Linked DNA regions of Rattus norvegicus: region 2 is linked to region 1. The links are chromatin contacts, called in public Hi-C maps. All regions are on one chromosome and are shown on one strand. Each heading gives the region's core, a stretch centred on a gene start, on an enhancer-like site or on the middle of the called end of the contact. The rest is flanking DNA. Distances are from core to core; before and after follow the strand shown.

The links. A called contact is a pair of places that touch in the nucleus more often than the background predicts.
Region 2: a contact with region 1 is called in a Hi-C map of liver, with 2.7 times the contacts expected there. The contact joins the enhancer-like site here to the promoter of Abca8a in region 1. A contact is called at or near these places in 2 of 12 Hi-C or Micro-C datasets (the A7r5 cell line and liver).

Annotation. Positions count from the first base shown.
Region 1 is chr10:95,569,701-95,574,430 of GRCr8, reverse strand. It overlaps Abca8a (ATP-binding cassette, subfamily A (ABC1), member 8a), which reads left to right and starts at 2,780. Exons shown (of 39, transcript NM_001281824.1): 1 at 2,780-2,936.
Region 2 is chr10:95,733,436-95,738,165 of GRCr8, reverse strand. No RefSeq gene overlaps it. Among named protein-coding and RNA genes, the nearest start is that of Abca6, 24 kb to the right of the region's middle. Within about 2 kb of position 2,800, at least 10 of the 93 cell types and tissues checked have an H3K27ac peak or open chromatin away from gene starts, as enhancers often do. A contact at or near this core is called in liver, where this site is marked.

The sequences.
Region 1 (4,730 bases), core at 1,531-4,030:
TATGACATTTATTTACATATAATTTTATGTCATATGATATATTTATGTATTGTATATAATTTTATATTGCATAATTATATAATATAGTTATATATATATCATACATATAATTTTATATTATATAATTATATAACATAATTATGCATTAAATTAAATATAAATAAATGTTAATTGGCTCACAAAATGTTCCACTTCTGTGCGATGTGATTCTTCCATAGTATCTGCTATGTTGTAGAACACACTTGGTGTCATAAGAAGATCATCCGTGGGGGCCAGATAGTCACCTGCTTCAGTCTCTGAAAACTGGTGGGAAAGGAGGACGCTGCTAAGCTCCTGAGCAGGAGAATGATGCTCTTCTCTGTCTTTGAAAATTATGGGATGTTGAGAGAAGGAATGTTGATATCCACAGTGGAGCGGTTTAGAGGAACGATGGAGAAGGAAACTAAACGTCTACAAAAAGCTTTGTGATATCAAGATGATTGAAATTTTAGAATCATTTATTATAAAAATCAGTTAGGTTTACATTGACCAGAACAGTAATTCAGGTCAAGAAAAGACCGTGTTAAAAACCTGAAATAACTCTTTCTCATCCAGGGCTCTGATAAACTGTTAAAACAGAGTTTCTCAACCTGTGGGTCACGACCCCTTCCCCAGGGCTTGCATATCTGATATCCTGCATATCAGATATTTACATTACAAAAGCAAAATGACAGATTTGAAAGTAGCAATGAAAATAACTTTATGGTCGAGGTCACCACAGCATGAGGAATTGTATTGAAGGATCATGGCAGCAGGAAGGTTGAGAACCTCTGCTGACATCTTTGAACCTGGCCAAGTTCTCTGTCAAGCCAATGGCTTCATGGTGTCATCTTCATACAAAACCAAACCCAAGCAAACAAACAATAAAAAAAATCCTAGTTTTTTCTTATTATAGTCGTTTGGGCGTTTTGTTCTCAGAACACTGGGCAATTAGAGAAAAACAAAACGCTGTTTCGAACATATCAGTGAATCAGTATAAAAAGTGGTCAGTATGAAATTACTGTAGTGTAGATGTCGCAAGAGCAGTTTATTTTGCAGTTCATGGCTCTTTGCATGTTTACAAGACAGTCTCAGCGGTGCTGCACAATAATTTGTAAATCATTTCGCTGAGGGAAAGATAGAAAAAAAAAACCCTCAACAAAACAGGGCTAAGCCAGTAGAACCTTTGCAGAGCGAATGTGGCAGCGGTCTGAAGTGAAGTAAACACTCTTTTCAAAGAGGGCAGCGGTTATGGAAGGAAAGGCTGTTCCTTTGAGCATCCTGACAGGGAAACTTAAAGTTAGAACAAAACCATAGGCACAGATTCTTACCAGCCAACAAACCCTCCCCAGAGTTTGCAAGTGTATTTCAACCAGCAAGTCAGAAACCTCAGAATTCTGAATAGGTAATGACCACAGAGGTTCAATTGCATTTGCTTGGCTTATGAGTTAAAAATTGATGGGGTTGCATTTCGTAATCTTGGAGTCTGCAGGGAATATTATCTGAAGTCACAAGTAATCCTTGTTGGCTTGTATTTTCAAAGTTCACTGACACACGGAAACTAAATTTCATTTTACTTCCTAACTAGGTAAATGAAATAGAATTTTCTAAATGCTAGCGGGACAGTGGCTTACACTTCTGTCCTCCTGATGTTTCTCTATTAAATTGTGACCTGTGAGAAAAGGCCCTTTTATGGTTGCCTTAATTTTGATTTTCAAGTTCCTATGCATACATAGCTGAATATTGTTCTAAGCCATACTTCCCAAGACCCATATGTTAGCATTTCTTCTAGGCTCTACCCCACAGTTACCTGGTAACAGCCAGGGGTGTCTGACTCACTATAATTGGGGCTGCTTGATCCTCCTCACTCTCTTCTTTTGCTCTCCTCCCCTTTTTCCCTTCTGTTCCTTCTCTCCCCATTCCCCCCTCTCTCTCTCCCCCCCTCTCCACACTTATGGCCAGTGTCTCCTCCTCCTCCTCCTCCTCCTCCTCCTCCTCCTCCTCCTCCTCTTCCTCCTCCTCCTCCTCCTCCTCTTCCTCCTCCTTCTTCTTCTTCTTCTTCTTCTTCTTCTTCCCTCTCTCTCTCTCTCTCTCTCTCTCTCTCTCTCTCCTCCCACTCCCCAAGTCCCCTTCCCATGCCCCTAAATAAACTATTCTACACTACACTAAGGCTGATACCTCAGGGGGAGGGGATGCCTCAGCACTGGTTTGCAGAGGAATCTCCTTCCCCTGCACCATACTATGCCTCTACCAAACATATCCTCAGATTCCTTTTCTTTTTATAAAACACAACACATAATGTTGAGCACATTTTAAGGATGGAGCCTACTGGCTGATGCTGGTGAGACCAGGAACTGAGGAAGCAGACAGAACGGAAAATATGATATAGGAAAAAAAATCAAGATATTGCCTTCTATGCTGTTTGAAACCTTATTAGATTATCTGCCTGGATATTACAGAATAAACCCAGAGCTCGGAGCCCCGAACTCTTTATGGTTTACCTTTTAAGGGACGGTCTTTTGTTTTATTTTTTGAAATCTGCCAATTTCTTTTGGGGGAGGGCCCAGAAAAAGTTATAAATTTGGATTTCCTGAGCAACACAGATTTTTCTGACAGTATAATTAGTCAACTGAGTAGAGTTGGCAATTCTCTGCTCTGGGAACTGGCTGGAAGTCAATAAAAAAAAAGAGATTTGTTCAAGAGTGGTCACGTGAACACAGTGCTCAGCTGGCTAAGAAAATTACAACCACAGTCGTCCTCCAAAAGCAGCCAGGCTGACTGGAAATGCTGGATGCAGGCAAACAGAATGGGAGCAACACCGATGTGATAGAGACCAGGGAGACATAGAACCCATTTTCTTAGAGTGAGGAAACGGGGGAAAACCAAGTCTCAGGACACGTTCTTCAGACAATCCAAGTGTAAGTCCATTTTGTTTTGTGCTTCTGTTTTGTTTGTATTATGTTATTATAAGTGATATTTCCTTTAATCCATGATACATTTTTAGGGAGAAATTAATTTATTATGCAGTGAGTTTAGTGTTTCTGGGTTTATTTTTATGTGGTGTCCAGGGGGAGGAGTGGGTCGTTTTAAAGGGATGGTCATATTTTTCCCGTTTTAAGTAAAGGTGTGGGGATGTGCCCGCCTGCACTGTGTTAGTAATGGTGAGAAATGTAAACAGGTCTTCTGGAAGTGCTTCCTGTGGGAATCTGAATGTGAGGCGGCTGCCATGCTGCCTGTGCATGGATTGCACAGTACTTTGCAGAAGTTTCCACCTCCCTTCTCCTATCCTGAGAATTATTTAGGATGGCATTTAGGAAAATGCTTTTCTATCTCTGCCTGTCATTCTCAGACTTACAGGTTGTTTACTTTGTTTTTGTTTTTGTTTTGTTTTGTTTTTTCTTTTTTTTTTCTTTTTCTTTTTTTTCTTTTTTTTTTTTTTTTTTTTTTTGGAGCTGGGGACCGAACCCAGGGCCTTGCGCTCGCTAGGCAAGCGCTCTACCGCTGAGCTAAATCCCCAACCCTTTTTGTTTTGTTTTTAACGTAAGATTATTTCCTGCACATTTTCATTTGCCGGGTGTGATGTACTAAGTCATATTGCAGTCATAGTGAAGCCTGTGCCACTTCAGGACAATGGCGTCATTTAGAGTTTGCAGTAAACAGGGTTTTGTTGACTGGCACAGAGTCAATAATATTCGCTCACACTGAAGCAAAGCCTTCAGTTTTATCTGCACACGAGCTATCAAGCAGCTCGGAACCAGAGAAGGAAGGAAAAGCAAGCAAGAGGGATGTTTTCCTGAGCTTATTTATGTTATGGGACAGATTGACAGAGAAACTCTTAGGTTGGGAGTCAGACTCAGGTCTTCTGGTTACAAAGGGCTGCTCCCTTGGCTGGTTCAAGCTATCCCATCTCTCTAACAACGTTCACCTTGCCTGGAACAGAGTTTGGGACTCCTGGACACCCTGAGTTAAAAGAATTACTTTTTTGCTGGTACTACATTCCTCTCTCTGTTTGTCACTCTACGGGTTTCTGACGTCTTTTCTCCATCCTTTTGTACCCAGACTTGCCTCTAAGCCTTCCTTTATAGCCATGTGTTGTTTTCTTTTATGGAAATACACTGAATGGATGCAGAGTTCCTGCCCAATGGGACTGTTCCCTGGACTCTTCACCTGAATTTTTTTCCCCAGGAGATAGGCAGCTCTTTGTTTGAACATGCCACGTGAATGGGATGTGGCATCACCTGGGAAAACTTCTATTCTCTATCTATATGGTAATATCCCATCACAGCCTTGTGGACCAGGTTTTAGGACCTAAGAGCCAGTTGACACAGGCGAGCATAGAGCCCCACAATGGAATCGATGGCCCCGGCAAGCCTCCAGAAAAGGGATTTCTCGCCAAAGTAACTTGATTGTGTAATTCTGTCTAAACTAGCTCTTCCCTTCCACAGTTTAAAGTCTTAATGAGCTTAATGAAGAGTCACCCGGTTTTTTGTTTTCTTTCATGTGCAGCTTCCAGAAAGGCTGGAAAAACTGGAGTTATGTGTGATTCCTTGGTTGGGGTAAGGGAAGATGTTATATTCAACTGTGCTCTGAAAGTTCTCTTTCCAAGGAACGATCTGCTAGAGTGAAATATCTCTATGAATTCCCACATTGTGACAGTCAATTTCTAGTGTTCACTTGGCTGAACTGTGGAACCGAGCTGATCAACGCTAGTT
Region 2 (4,730 bases), core at 1,551-4,050, 160 kb before region 1:
CAAGCCATTGCTGAGTGGTGCCGTAAACGTGAAGAGCTGTCTGTTAGTATTTAAGCACCTTGGGCCTTTTTTGGGGTGTGATTTTTGTAACGCTGTAACCAGAACACATACCCTTAGAACAAACAACAACAGACAGCTTTATTTGTCGTGTACTAGGACAGTTACTGAAGGGTAGGTTTCGTTTGTGGGTTTGGCCATTCTAAGACAGAGCTGTCTCAGAGATGGTGAACCCAGGCCATGCCGCCTGCATTTTCATGGAGGTTTGGCCATTGTCTCTTAGCACTGCTCAGTGTGTGCTCAGTGTAAAGTGTAATTTCATAGGGAACAAAAGTCGAGATTGTACTGCCTAAGCTTTTTTGTTGTGCGTTCGTTCTTATTACAACAAATAGTTTGTTTTTGCACGTGGATTTATTTTAAAATATCTTAAATTATTGCTTTCAGAACTTCGTTCCATATCAATCCAGGTAGAGAAATGTGTCTTTGCTGGGCAGCACATGGAAACAAGCCTCAGCGTCACCTTCCTGCCTTCTGTTGCCCATGGTGGCCATGTAGAAGAGTAGTGAGCAAAGGCAGAGCCCTGCTGGGTGGAAGGCCCGGCTGTCTCCTGCAGAGAGGGGCCAGTCAGGGCTGGTAATGAGAAAGAAGCATTCTGAATGGTTTGCCTTCGATGCGAGCTTCCCTTCTTTTAAGTCAGTCTTAGGAAAAAGCAGTGGTTTGGTTTTTTTTTTTTCTAAAATTATTTTGGCAAAAATTATTTTAGTCAGTTTAATTTCACCGCTAGAACATCTTTGGGTACTTAGCTCAGCACGCCTTCCAGGGACTGTTTCCAGAAGGGCTCTACGGAGGAGGATGGACTGTTTGGCTCTGTAAGATCTTGCATTTTATGAAAAGAAAGATAGATACTTCAGTAACCAGTTATGATATGAAAATGCTTTGCTACTAGTAGTTAAAATACCGAATAGGAGAACGAACAGCACAACTGATTAACTAGGGTAAGTGTTGCTTTCCTGATCCTTTGTTGGTCACTCAGTGTCTCATTCTGACTGTCTTCTCACATTGTTAGAATGCCACCTTATATTTTCATGTAGCATTTAAAAAGGCATGACTTTTCTTAAAATAGTAAATGCTTTTTCTTAATGTATTTTTAATACTGTTAACATTGAGTTTTCATCTTTCCCCTTGAAATAGCATATTACATAAAGTGAAAGAATTTATTCTCAGGTGAATTATTTTTGTATCAGCTATTCTTATAAGGTAAAAATTTACTTGTTTTTTATTCATAATGTGTTGTATGTACAATTCTCAATGCTGCCCTTTAAGAAAAATGAATGTGCTTATATTATTAATAATAAACTTTAAGAGCTAAAAATCTGTGACAGATTTCATTTTGTATACCAAAATGGGTTCTTTGTTATTTAATGTTCATAACTGCATGAGTAACTTAAGTTCAAAATTGAAGCAACAATTTGTAACTAAAATGGTAATATCTTTTAAGGACCTGCATAAAGTAAGGGATAAGAAAACACTGGGAAGAATTGTAGTTCAATCATATTCAAACTCAACAGTAAACAACCGAGAAAAAAATAGGGAATTTCGTTGCTCAGAGAGCCACTGGATGTATTCTGGTCATTTTGTCTAGTTGAAAGTCAAAAGAACTTACAATAGTGATTTACCATTTCAATGCTCAGTCTGATGGTTGGCTCCCGTCGTCCACTTCTGCATTGGTCAGTTGCTGGCTGAACCTCCCAAGGGATCGCTACTCCAGGTTCCTGTCAGCAAGCGTCTCTTGGCAACAGTAAGAGTGTTTGGTGTCTGTAGTCAGGCTAAATACCCGGGTGGGATGGTCCCCAGATGGCCCTTCCTTCAGTTGCTGTTCCATACTTTTGTCCCTGTCTTTCTCTTGGACTGGACCATTTCTGGGTTAAAAACTGTGAGATGGGTGGTGGCCCCATCCCTCAGCTGGGGGCTGTGCCTGTCTATTGTAGGTGGTTTCTCCAGGTTCTAGCTCCTCTTCACTGCATGCATTTTGACTAAAGTCATTCCCATTGGGTTCTGGGAGCCTCTTGCTTCCCTGGTATCTGGGATCCTTCAGTGGCTACCCCCAGTTCTTCATCCCCCACTACCACATATTTTTATTTGATTTTCTGACCCTCGTACCTCTCTCCCATCCCCTCCAGTACCAGATACTGTCCCCCTTATTCCTCCCTCCTCCTCTTTCCCTCCCAGGTCTCCCTCTCCTCCACTTCCCGCAATCATTCTGTTTCCCCCCTCAGTGCACGACTGAAGCTTCCACACCTGGTCTTCCTCCTAAGCTACTCAAAAGATGTTCTAACACAGAACAAGGACACGTGCTCCACTATGTTCATAGCAGGCTTATTTATAATAGCCAGAAGCTGGAAACAATCCAGATGTCCTTCAACAGAGGAATGGATACAGAAAATGTGGTACATCTACACAATGGAGTACTACTCAGCGATTAGAAACAATGACTTCATGAAATTCACAGTCAGATGGATGGAACTAGGAAATACCGTCCTGAGTGAGGTAGCCCAGACACAGAAGAACACACATGGTGAGAACTCACCGGTAAGTGGCTGTTAGCCTAAAAGCCCATGATATAATCAACAAGGCCAATTTCTTTTGCTCCAGCAACATTGGAATAGACAAGGTGGACAGACGGATAAACCCTTTGACCGCTAGGTGGCAGCAGAGGGCCGTGCGGGAGGGCACCGTCATAGTCCGGGAAGGGAACTGGGTCAAGGCTTTCTGAGCTGGGGCAGAGCTAGCAAGGCAACCTTGGTGACCGGAGGCTGAGTTCTACTCACTGTGTTGGCTGCATAAGTGCTAGTCTGTTGGGGGAAGTAGTGACAGGACTCAAGAGGTGACACAAAGAGCAGGAAATGTAAAGCGAGCCAGTAGACAGCCCAGACGCTTGCCACCCCGAAAGCTAGGCTTTACTAATACAATTGTGAGGGGTTTTGAAGACCCAAGGCAAGGATTAAATCACTGGTTTCAGTCCCTCCTTTGATGCCTCTAAGAAGTCACAAAGCCTGGATTTTTTTTTTCATGTATTGTACAAAATAGTCTTCAAGGACTTTTTACCTTTTTTTTTTTTTTTTAGATCCTATCTACTTATTTCCGTGTATGAGTGTTTTGACTGCACCTATGTCTGTGTACCACGTGCATGCAGTGCCAGCCGAGGCCAGAAGAGGTCAGAATCCACAGAACTGAAGTTACAGACAGTAGTTAGCTTCAGGCGAGTGCTGGGAGCCCAGCTTGGGTCCCCTAAAGGAGCAGAACGCACTCTTAACCTCTGAGCCAGCTCTCCTGCACAGGACCAGAGAATCTCAGCACTTACTATCCAAAACCAAACTTTATTGATAACTTAAAAAACTGGGATGTGGATTGGCAGAGATGGGCAAACAAAACCCTTAAGGGATTATTGTTAGTAGAGATCTCACTGTAATCTCCAGTTTTTGTATTTCTCAATCCTATTACTTTCAGTAGTAAAACTGGTATTACTTATGCACTCGAAATAGGTTTATTGTTTCTCTTTTTTTTTTTTTGAATTTTTTTTATTAACTTGAGTATTTCTTATATACATTTCGAGTGTTATTCCCTTTCCCGGTTTCTGGGCAAACATCCCCCTAATCCCTCCCCCTCCCCTTCTTTATCGGTGTTCCCCTCCCCATCCTCCCCCCATTGCCGCCCTCCCCCCAACAATCTAGTTCACTGGAGGTTCAGTGTTAGCAGGACCCTGGACTTCCCCTTCCACTGGTGCTCTTACTAGGATATTCATTGCTACCTATGAGGTCAGAGTCCAGGGTTAGTCCATGTATAGTCTTTAGGTAGTGGCTTAGTCCCTGGAAGCTCTAGTTGCTTGGCATTGTTGTTCATAAGGGGTCTCGAGCCCCTTCAAGCTCTTCCAGTTCTTTCTCTGATTCCTTCAACGGGGGTCCTATTCTCAGTTCAGTGGTTTGCTGCTGGCATTCGCCTCTGTATTTGCTGTATTCTGGCTGTGTCTCTCAGGAGCGATCTACATCCGGCTCCTGTCGGCCTGCACTTCTTTGCTTCATCCATCTTGTCTAATTGGGTGGCTGTATATGTATGGGCCACATGTGGGGCAGGCTCTGAATGGGTGTTCCTTTGTCTCTGTTTTAATCTTTGTCTCTCTATTCCCTGCCAAGGGTATTCTTGTCCCCCCCCCCCTTTTTTTTTCTTCTTCAAGCAGTTTCTTTTTATCTGTATATATATATTTATATTTATATAAAAAGACCAATAATAGCAGTGTGTTATGCATCAACAGCAGCAACAGCTTTTCCAGGTTCTGCAGTCATCTGAACAAAACTGTAGAGACATCCAGCACACTCCATTAAAAAAAAAAAAAAAAGTAAAAAAACAAAACCCGAGAAAACAGCACAGTTCTGTTACTCTTGTGGTACCTGGCACCATTTTTTTTTTTTTTGATTCTTTTTTTCGGAGCTGGGGACCGAACCCAGGGCCTTGCGCTTCCTAGGTAAGCGCTCTACCACTGAGCTAAATCCCCAGCCCCCATTTTTTTTTAAAATTAGCTTCTCAATCATCATCTGGAAAGAAAACATTCTGAGCAACATCATTAAAAACAGCTCTGATAAAGCACGGTCACTACTACGTATCATAAAGCAGGTACAAGCTATTTTACATCCACAGAGGTATGATACAGTACTGTCCTACATCTATAATACTAGAGG